3 separate regions of the Zea mays genome follow, and all the other regions are linked to region 1. The links are chromatin contacts, called in public Hi-C maps. All regions are on one chromosome and are shown on one strand. The core of a region is the stretch at or near the end of the contact, and the rest is flanking DNA. Distances in the headings are between cores, read along the strand shown.

What was found. A called contact is a pair of places that touch in the nucleus more often than the background predicts.
Region 2: a Hi-C map of ear shows a contact between it and region 1, with 4 times the contacts expected there. The contact joins the enhancer-like site here to the promoter of LOC103646666 in region 1. A contact is called at or near these places in 2 of 25 Hi-C or Micro-C datasets (ear and tassel).
Region 3: a Hi-C map of tassel shows a contact between it and region 1, with 3 times the contacts expected there. The contact joins the promoter of LOC103646667 here to the promoter of LOC103646666 in region 1. A contact is called at or near these places in 3 of 25 Hi-C or Micro-C datasets (bundle sheath, ear and tassel).

The regions. Positions count from the first base shown.
Region 1 is chr2:89,231,492-89,235,012 of Zm-B73-REFERENCE-NAM-5.0, forward strand. It overlaps LOC103646666 (transketolase, chloroplastic-like), which reads left to right and starts at 1,713. Exons shown (of 7, transcript XM_008671369.4): 1 at 1,713-2,240; 2 at 2,794-2,884; 3 at 2,968-3,073; 4 at 3,173-3,455. The coding sequence starts at 2,079.
Region 2 is chr2:88,981,730-88,985,250 of Zm-B73-REFERENCE-NAM-5.0, forward strand. No RefSeq gene overlaps it. Among protein-coding and RNA genes, the nearest start is that of LOC100382953, 65 kb to the left of the region's middle. Within about 2 kb of position 1,817, at least 18 of the 20 cell types and tissues checked have an H3K27ac peak or open chromatin away from gene starts, as enhancers often do. A contact at or near this core is called in ear and tassel, where this site is marked.
Region 3 is chr2:89,423,936-89,427,456 of Zm-B73-REFERENCE-NAM-5.0, forward strand. LOC103646667 (eukaryotic peptide chain release factor GTP-binding subunit ERF3A) reads left to right here and starts at 1,871. Exons shown (of 17, transcript XM_008671370.3): 1 at 1,871-2,336. The coding sequence starts at 2,138.

The DNA of each region.
Region 1 (3,521 bases), core at 463-2,962:
GCCCGAGGCCGGGTTCGGACGAGACGAGATCGCGTTCCTTTGTAGACGAAGCCTTGACCTGAACCGCACACATCAGGCTTTGCGATTTGTGCTGACGGTGGTTACCAGCCATGTTTAGGAGTGTTGGGGGTACCCCTAGTTACGGTACCCGACAATTATGCTTGCTTATTCTATTCTCACATGTTGTAGTTTACTATTTAGGGGTTTTCAGTATTTTGGAATTGTTTCCACGGATGATTTTTTCTCATAAGAATTGTGTGAATCCAAACCTTCCATTCCAATACCTCACGGCAGGTCTCTCTGCATCGAAGCCGGATGATCCGCGTCTTATGGTCGGACAGTTCGCGCATGTGCAGGCGGCGGCCTTCACCAACAGTAACTGGATCTCGCTCTTGGGAGGTATCCTGTCGGAGAGGAGAGATCCTAGATTTTGTCTTAGTATTGGCATGCCACCCAAGACGTCTTTAGACGACTTAGAACTGAAGAGAGGTGAAAATTGAGAAGAAGAAAACTATGTTACTATGTACTCATATGGCAAAAGGTAAATAACATATATTACCTATAATTCGATTGTTGGTGTTTTAATCGGCCGTATCCTTTCAAATATATAAGTGGGAGGTGTCTAGACTCGTTTCTAGATGTTCTTTAACAGCTCTACTGAGATTATAAAGATAAACATGTGAAGAAATATGAGTTTAATCGTCTCATTTAATACTATCATGTATAGATGTCCAAACAGTGCGGGCCGCCCGTTTGGCCCGTGACACGGCACGAATTTAGCCCGGTCCAAACACGGCCCGGCACGGTCGGTTACGGGCCCGGGCCGGCACGGCCCGTTTAGCGGGCCGGGTATGGGCACATACGGCGGCCCGCGTGCTTTGGCCCGGCCCGGCACGATAAATGGGTCGGCACGACGGCGGCCCGCATATTTATGTAAATACTAAATATATAAATACATTTAATTCTCTCATAATATGTAAATACTAAATACGCGGCCAAACATATATAAAATGCATACATAAATATTTTGTTGTCTTAATATATATAAATAATATGTTATTATATATGATTAATTATGTTAAATATATGTATTTATATACCGTTCTACTGTTGGTTCGGGCTAGTGCCCGGCCCGGTCCGTTGAGGCCCACCGGGCCAACGGGCCGGCCCGGCACGATTTTTCCCTGTGCGTGCCGGGTTTGGGCATGTCTCTAGGCACGTGGGCCAGCCCGACCCGGCCCGAAGCATCAACGGGCCGTGCCTGGCTCGGCCCTATTCGTACCGGGCCGAAACGGGTTCGGACCGGGTCCGTGCCGGGTGGCCCGTTTGGACATCTATACTATCATGTATCCTCACACTCACATATATGACCGGACTATCCGGCCAGACCGTCCAGGCTTCAATACTTCCGGCCATGCATAGTGCGTAAATGGTGCTCAATACATATGTTGTTTGTTCTCGCTATGCACTAACATGTTATTGATAATTTGTGTGCGGTCGCGCATGCGCATTTTACGATTAGAAAATCCATTCTCCGTACCGTTCGTCAATCTATCTATTCTAACAATCCAAACGCCACCAGTAATTGCCCCGGAGCAAACACGTCAAGCGAGACGTGGCATAATTCAGTTGCTTCCATGCCGGGCCCACTACATTTGGTGAGCAGCCTACACTTTCCGGGACTAGGTGTCACGCCGCTACGCCACCTCCGCACTGCCGCATTGACTGGCCCCTCTTCGTTAACGATTAACGTGATCGCGACGCGCGTCCGAGAAGCATCCGCCTTCCGTCCGCAGACCGCAACCATGGTGACACCAGCCTCCACCGCCCCTGCGTCCACCGCTTCCGCCGCCGCGGCGACCGGCTCCGGCCGCGGCGTACTCCGCCTCCTCCGCTATCCCGCCCGCTGCCTCCTTCCTTTGGCTGCGGCGCCCAGGACAGGCACGCGGCTGACCACCGTGCTCCGCGCAAGAACCCAGCCGGCGGAGCCCGAGCTGGTGGAGCAGTAGGTGAACACTATCCGGTTCCTGGCCGTCGACGCCGTGGAGAAGGCGCATTCTGGCCATCCAGGCCTCCCCATGGGCTGCGCGCCGCTGGGACACGTTCTATTCGACGAGTTCCTCCGGTTCAACCCGAAGAACCCCGCCTGGTTCGACCGCGACCGCTTCGTGCTCTCCGCCGGCCACGGGTGCATGATCCAGTACGCTCTCCTCCACCTCGCTGGGTACAATGGCGTCAAGGTGAGCTATTGAGTATTGACAGAACCCACTCCATGTTTCTACCCTATCCACGCACACAGAGACGCACACACCTCTCTGTCTGATTTTGGGTTTTGCTGCTAAACACCGGCGTTGAAGAATTTCGGGCTGCAAAACTTGAATATGTACTATTTTAGTCCTGAAACTGCCAAGTGATACTGATCACCTCAATCAATTGGACGACGCAAGTCGCAACTCTCTCATCGTTGTCAGATTTTATTTTAGGATTTTTTAGCAAAGGTTTGAGACTTTAAAGAGAGTTTTGTGAACCGAAATCCGTAGATGGTAGAGATCTGTATTACGAATTTAGTGCTTGCAAATTGAAATAAATTGTTCTGGAAAGCAGAAAAGGCTGATAAGCTGAAAGCTTTTCAGAGTGAATACCGATCCACCAACATGGTATTGTGTACTTTGTTTCTTATCCTATTATTCTCTTCTTTCCAATCATTTATGCTCATTTCTATGTGACTATTCCTCCTTTTGTCGGGTGATCTTTCTCTGCTTATAATTTTGATAACCATGTTTACTGGCGCAGATGGACGATCTGAAAACTTTCCGACAATGGAGAAGCAGAACTCCTGGTCACCCAGAAAATTTTGAAACACCTGGCGTTGAAGTCACCACAGGTTGCCAGCTGAAACATTTTAAATTTTGCTTTGCCTTCTTCTGATACTTAAATTGATATCTAAACTTTTCTGATGCCATGTAGGTCCTCTTGGGCAGGGTTTTGCAAATGCTGTTGGACTAGCACTTGCTGAGAAACATCTAGCTTCACGTTTCAACAAGACTGACATGAAAGTCGTGGACCATTACACGTAAATTACTAGCCACTTGCATTATAATTGGAATTACTTTCGTGATGCACAATTTGTGATGTTGGTAATATGGTGTTGCTACTCGGTGCTCTTACCTAGGTATGTTATACTTGGGGATGGTTGCCAAATGGAAGGTGTTTCGAATGAAGCGGCCTCTCTTGCTGGTCACTGGGGCCTTGGAAAATTGATAGCTTTTTATGATGACAACCACATATCAATTGATGGTAATACAGATATTGCATTCACTGAAGATGTGCTTGCACGATATGAGGCACTAGGGTGGCATACAATCTGGGTGAAGAATGGCAACACTGGGTATGATGACATACGTACTGCAATAAACGAAGCCAAGGGAGTTAAAGACAAGCCAACTCTTATCAAGGTAACTGGCAGTCTGGTATTAATGTTGTTTTATTTATTCATTTACTTGTCATTTTGGTGCTACTTC
Region 2 (3,521 bases), core at 567-3,066, 250 kb before region 1:
CAGGTGGGCCGCGGGGGCGCGCGCAGGCGGCTGAGAAGCTGGGCCGCGCGAGGAGCTGGGCCAAGCGGGTGAGATGGGCTAGGGTGAGGACAGTTGGGGGGAGCGGTTGGGCTTCTTTATTTATATATTTATTTTCCTTTTCTCTCTTATTTTCTTTATCTTCTCTTCATTTGAAACTTGTTTAGTTTTAATTCAAATTCAACCACGCTCATGATTTTAGATAGATGCACATCAAAGCAACATCTCATACAAAAATAGATGTATTCCGGCATGATGCAACAATCGTTATTCCTTTAGGGTTTTATTTTACTAGACTTATAAATATGCAAAACAATGGAACTCCCCACTATCTAGGAAAAAGAAAAGAAAAAATAAGGAAAAGAGAGGGTAACATCTGAATTTGGTGGATATTAGAAAAGAAATTTTATACCCCCAAATTCCGGGTGTTACACCTTGCCCCTCTCGGGTAAGGTAGTCTTTCACTAGTTTTCCTAATTAGTCAGCCAAGGGCATCCCATACTACCGTTATGGTGGCACATGTTTCTCAAGTTAAGCTCCATGTTCTAATTAACATTAATGATCTTGATATGAACATAAATAATATAACAGAATAATTGGAACATGGATATAATGAAATATTAACCCAAAACCAATAAAGCAATAGCAAACTACCCAAGTGATTCAGGGCTAACAAGGTAAAAGGATAAACAGACTAGGGTGACCTATTGGGTCCCATCAAAATTAAACCTATGCATTGAATAGTGATAATAAAGAATATTATTGGGTAACAAAAGTGGATCAAGAGCACAACTTTGCCTGGCACTTGAGGTTCCAGTTACCAGGGTGATACTTCAGATCCTCGACCTCACCGCTAGTCGTAGCAATACAAACAAACATGGTATAGACAAAATTAACATCACACCAAGCATAAGTACAAACTGAATAATAATGATCTACGCGAAGCTACGAGATCGCGAGATCGAGAACTACTAAAATCAGAGTTACGGTTAAGGAGTTATGATTTTTATAGAAGATCTGCGTGATTAAAATATTAAACTATATTATAAATTGGTTAATACAAATCATATGAGAGATTATTCTATAAATAATTATATCAACTTTAATCTAAGTTATAAATTGACCATAAATTATATTCTAGTAGATTATAATGATAAGCAGATTAACAAGACTAACCAACATAAGTTAAATAAAGGTATAATTATAAAAGAACGGGACATGGTATAATCAATGATGTTACTGCGTAGAAAATATTTATACGAGACTAACGCAACTTGAATGGATCAAATCGGAGTTATAGATTTTAAGTTATGAATTTCTAAAGATTATATGTGTTTTGTACAAGATTAAATAGGATATAAATTTTAATGTGACATTCATGACAAAACAGTGGTAATAATTGATAAACAATAATATTATAAAATTATAGGAACTGGAATGAGTCAAAAAGGAGTTAGAATGAATTTAATATGAATTATACAAGTTTCTAGAATTATTGGCGTATTAAAAATCAAATTTTGAATTTATTTATTTGATTTCACGAACTCTGGACAGCGCAACAAATACTAAAAAGTCTGAGGTTAGTATCGCAAAAGTCCTACAGACTCAGCTTACTGCTACTGTGGACGGCGGGTTGATTTATCCAAACCCCAGGGACTCTTTAAGAAAATGTGCTGCGAAGGGGTATCGGTGGAGATGAGCCGTTGGATTAGATCTGTACGGTCCACAACAGATCAAGGGAAGGTTGGGCTGGTATTAGATCTGAGCCGCAGGATCAAGATCAATGGCACAGATTCACTACTGAACCGATGCACAGCTAGGGCCGTGAGATCACCATGCACAGATTCATCCAATCGGTACGAGGCCGTCTAATCCTAACCCCTTATCGCGCGATAGACGGCCTAGGGCCTTTCTTCTCCACTTAGGTCACATATACGACGGCGCCGCCCGCAGACCATGGTGGACTTCGTCGGTGAACTACGCCCCGGCGATCTAGGACCGTATTGTCTACCCCGATAGGTACTACGCGAAGAGGGAAGGATGGGGAACGAGATGATGTGCTACTCACCCCAAATCCTGTGCCGAGGGGATCAGGCCGCGCTGTTCTGCGGATCCGCAGCGACGGTGAGGGATTCCCGTCGGTCTCGAGCGCCAATCCGCACCGGGGAAGCATCTACTTCACTCACGGGAGCACCACAACGTTCTCCGGCTATCCTCGAGCTTCACTCTGCTACACCCGCGGAGAATGGGTACGACGGTGGCGACCGATCCCGCACGGCGGCGCTCACTCCATCATCTCTCTCTCTCTGCTGGGCATGGAGGTTCGTTGAGCTGGATAAAGGAGGGGAGGGCTCTGCGGATCACAACCTTAAGTAGCCCCAAGGTGAGGTCCGGGCGCAGCGACGACCCTGGATTCAGGGCCGGTCCTGGAGGGGGGCAAGTGGAGCCGCCGCACCGGGCCTCCGATTTTGTAAGGGCCCCAAGTAATATACATGTATATATAATCTTAGGTGTTATATCTAGTACGACTGCTCCACTTATCTCTCTTCGCAGGACAGTTCTGTTGTTGAGGTAAATGATCTACTATCTGAGTTAAAGGTTTTGAAGTTAAGTTTGCCTGAAATACCAATGTCTTTTATGGAGATTTTTTGAGTATATTCGGCAAATGGATCTGTATCCAAATATTTCAATCGCTTATTGAATATTATTTATTATGCTTGTGACTGTGGCATCGACTTAGAGAAGCTTTTTAAAGTTGAAATTGTTGAAGAACTATTAAAGTCAACAATGTCTCAAGATCGCCTCAACGGATTGACTACTTTATACATTGAGAAAAATTATTAGACGAGGTTAGCAACACTATTATCAATGACTTCGTATCAAGAAACATTAAAAGAATTTTTTGAGATAATATGTACAAAGATTTAAAGTTGTTTTGAAATATTATAGATTTTAATCATTCAAAAATTTGCTTATGTACTTAAAAAAGTATATATATTATAGACTTTTATCATTCAAATTTTTTTGAGGGCCCTAATTTTTTGTTTCGCCCCAGGTCCATGAAACCTCATGACCGGCCCTGCCTGGATTCCAGGTGTTTGTTATGTGCCCACGCGAGAACGACAGATTGTATTGAGACGAACCACGAGCAAGGAGGTGATTATGACAATCGGGCCCCATATGGAAGCGGCGTGACATCGCGGCTGGGTGGCTGACTCGACAGGCCCACCTGTCGGCGCGCTGGGCAGGCTGCGTGCGCAGAGCTGATGCACCCGGTCAACGAGCCCCCGCGGCAGAGAGATGACCAGCAGAGGGCGTGACCAGATGAATCCGTGGTAAGTGGGTCCCGCAGGGCAGGTACGTAGCGAGCGATGGGAAGTCGTTGCCTGACACCCGGGCCCACTCGTCCTCGACTGCAAGCATGTATGGTCTGGTCTGGCGGGAGATGAATTGCTAATGTGCCGAATTGACCTAGCGGCCCAACTGGATCCTTTTTCTTTTGT
Region 3 (3,521 bases), core at 621-3,120, 190 kb after region 1:
CACTAATTAAGCTAACCCTAACCAAAAAAGAAAGAGAGAGAGAGAGAGGAACTAGAGAGAGATAGAAACTAGAGTGAGAGAGAGAAGAGTAACACCTGAATTTGGATGATAATAAGAAAGAAATTTTATACCCCTCAAATTCAGGGTGTTACAAGAAGGCAACGACTAGGAAGTGAGTGGTAGCTATAAATATAAACCCAACCACCTCCATTCACTCAACCCAAGCACTTCACTCATACACATTCAATACAAGAGCAATGAATTCATTCCAAGACACATTCAAAGCTTCTAATCCTCTGCAAGTGCCACTATTGAGACAAGTGATCAACTGTGATTAGTGACTTGAGAGAGTGTGATTCATGTTTCATTTGTTGCTCTTGTTGTTTGGTTTTCTTAATCGTGCTTTCTTCATCTCCTTCTAAACTCTCTAGTGACTTGTAAAGCTAGCAAGAGACACCTAAGCGTGTGATGGTCCTTGCGGGATCTTATTGATTCTTGAGATAAAGAATAAGCACTTAACAGGTCTAAGTGATCGATTGAGAGAGGGAAAGGGTTGAAAAAGACCCGGCCTTCGTGGCCTCCTCAACGGGAAGTAGGTTCATTGGACCGAACCTTAGGAAACAAATCGTTGTGTTCATTTGTGTTGATCTTCACCTTACGATTTGATTCTTCCTCCCCTCTCTCTCTAAGTTCTCTTGCTCACAACCTTTTGAGTTAGCTACCAAAGTTATCCGTATTGATTGAGCAACTCATAGCAAGAAGAACTCTCTTCCGCACTCCATATTCATTATCATTTGTTTCTAATCCTAACCCCAGGTGAAGTTCATATTCAAAGTTTATAATTTACAGGTTTCGCCTATTTATCCCCTCTAGACGACTTTCAGGCACACAAGTGCGAGCAGGGAAGCCTCCAACACGACACCTTGCATTGTTGCGCCCGCGAGAGCTCCCATCGGTCGAAACAGGAAGCTCCCTCGGCGGTGCGGCGCCATTAGGTTCTTGTGGTGTATCGTGGAGAGCAAGGCCACCTTGTTTGAGAATTACTTTTTCCCTGGTACAAATTGTTGCTAGGCACCTTAACCGCAATCTCTTTTCCATCACTCAGCTTCCTGTAGTACACTATCCCGAACCCCCCTGAACCGATCCTACTCGCAAACTTGTTGGTCGCCGACCACAGCTACACCACACGATTGTGAGGTCACGAAGGTGAGCTCCAATTTCCCGCCATAATTCCCAAGATTTTAATTTTGTAGCAGTCAATTAAGAGTTCTCGAGTTCGGTTTGATTGGAAGGGGGAAAATAGTGATAAGGAGGACAACCTCGAGCCCGAGGCCAACCCCGGACAGGAGACGCAATCATGACTCGCCTGAGGCCAACCCCGGACAGGAGACGCAGTCATGACTCGCATGAGGCCAACCTCGGACGGGAGACACAGTCACGACTCACCCGAGGCCAACCCCGGACAGGAGACGCAGTCACGGCTCATTCGAGACCAAACCTCGGACGAGAGACACAATCACGGCTCACGAGGCCAACCTTGGACAGGAGACGCAGTCACGGCTCGCGAGGCCAACCTCGGGCGAGAGGCATAGTCACAACTTGCCCAAGGCCAACTCCGAGCGGGACACGCAGTCACGGCTCGCCTGAGGCTAGCAACAACAGTACATGGAGCTAATTTTCGATGTTGATAATGTTTACCACACAAATTTTGCATATCATAGTAACATTTGTCATTACATATTTATGTTTCATACAAATTTTTACTTCATCGCAGTGCGGACACATATTTAGTAGAATTTAGAAAAAAATAATTCCAATTTATAATTATATGTCCCAATATCTCGCTGTTTTGAGATTTATAATTCGTTCGAGATGCTCTTGCACACCAGGCAATCAAAGGTGCCGACGGATGGCACAATCCAGTCTACGCACAAGTTCGCCGATGAAACTTTGTCGCTAAAAACACGCGCAGGTCACGGCAACCTCTCATCAGGTATCAGCCACCGCCCACCCCAACTCGCCGAAACACAATCGCCGAACACACACAAAAAAAACCCTAGACCGCCGAGCCCAGTCCAGCAGTGTCTCTCCACCGCTGCCGCGCCACCTCGAGCTCCACTTGCACTTGCATCGCGGGATGGAGCACGATGCGCACGCCGAGGCCCCACCACACGCCGTCCCGCCACCGGAGGTCGCCACCGTCGATGATTGGGCTCGCGACGACGCGGAGCCCATGTCCGTTGAATCTGGCGTTGCCGCTGCGGAGCTAACTGCGGCAGATTCGGGCGCTGATGCCCCGCTCGCGCCCGCGCCCTCGGCCGCGGTCGCGGCAGAAGGTTCCCTTCTCGGCCCTACCTAGTACCTACCTACCTTTCGCTCGTGCTGTTATACGGCTTACTTGCTTAGCTTATTTGCTTGGATCTAAACCTCTTAAGCGCCGATCCGTATTGCTAGCGCGCTCGATTACGCGTAGGGTAGGGTTTATGAGGGCCAGAGTGTCGTTTATTGGGGTTGTTGGTTTGCTACGGCGGGAAACATATTAGGGCGATGAAGGTTATGTTGTGGCAGGGATCTCTGCTAGTTCGATTGTGTGTATAATTTGTTCGAAACGAAATTCAGCTGCTAGATTTACCTGATTCAAGCCAGCTACTGTAGCCAGGTGTAACTCAAGATTCTTGAGTAGCTGTTGTTTCAGCATGATATGCTTGTGGTTTATGTGTCTCTCGATGATTAAGTTGACGGCCATCCATAGGCCTATAGTTTGTACCATAGCAGTTTGTGCTTCTGTTTCTTTTGTCGGTTTGCAATTGTGATTTAATGAGCCGTCCTTTAATTGTTGCCATGTGCTTGATCAGACAACAATTAATCCATGCATTTGCAGTTTCCAAATATCTTTGCGTGATCAGACAACATTTAGGTGTCATTTGGTTCACATATTTGTAACGTAATGGTAACAAATAACTTTAAATTATGTTTGTTTAAGTCCAACCGTAATTAGATACCACACTAGAAATTGATACCGGCCTATTCAAACTTGTTACCACCAGTATTCGAGTGTAAATCATTGCCATTACCATTTATGTTACATTTCGTGAACCAAACGGCACCTTAAAGCGATGCATGTGCAATTTCCAAAAGAGCGGCTGATGAAGTGTGGTGTTGCTTAGGAAGGTTATGTAACAATTAAGCACATAGGGGAAGGGTGTTGTCTAGCTCCTAAGAATGTCATGTGACCAACTTTTAGGGCACTGCTCATTTTCATGAATGGAAAATCCATTGAGATTTTTTCATTAGAGCAAGGGAACTTGCGACAAATATGGTTCGAAATTCTTATCTCTGAGGTGCAATAGTTGCTCCTTTACCCATTTGTGTGCACCTTGTGGTTCATATAGACTGCAACATGCTCCTCCAAGACCCTTGTACCTCTCATCCTCATGCAGCAACAGCTAGAACCCAGCAAATAAAAGCACAGCTCCACTGATCTGCTTCATGTTCCTCTTATGCAGCATGCCTGCCATAGA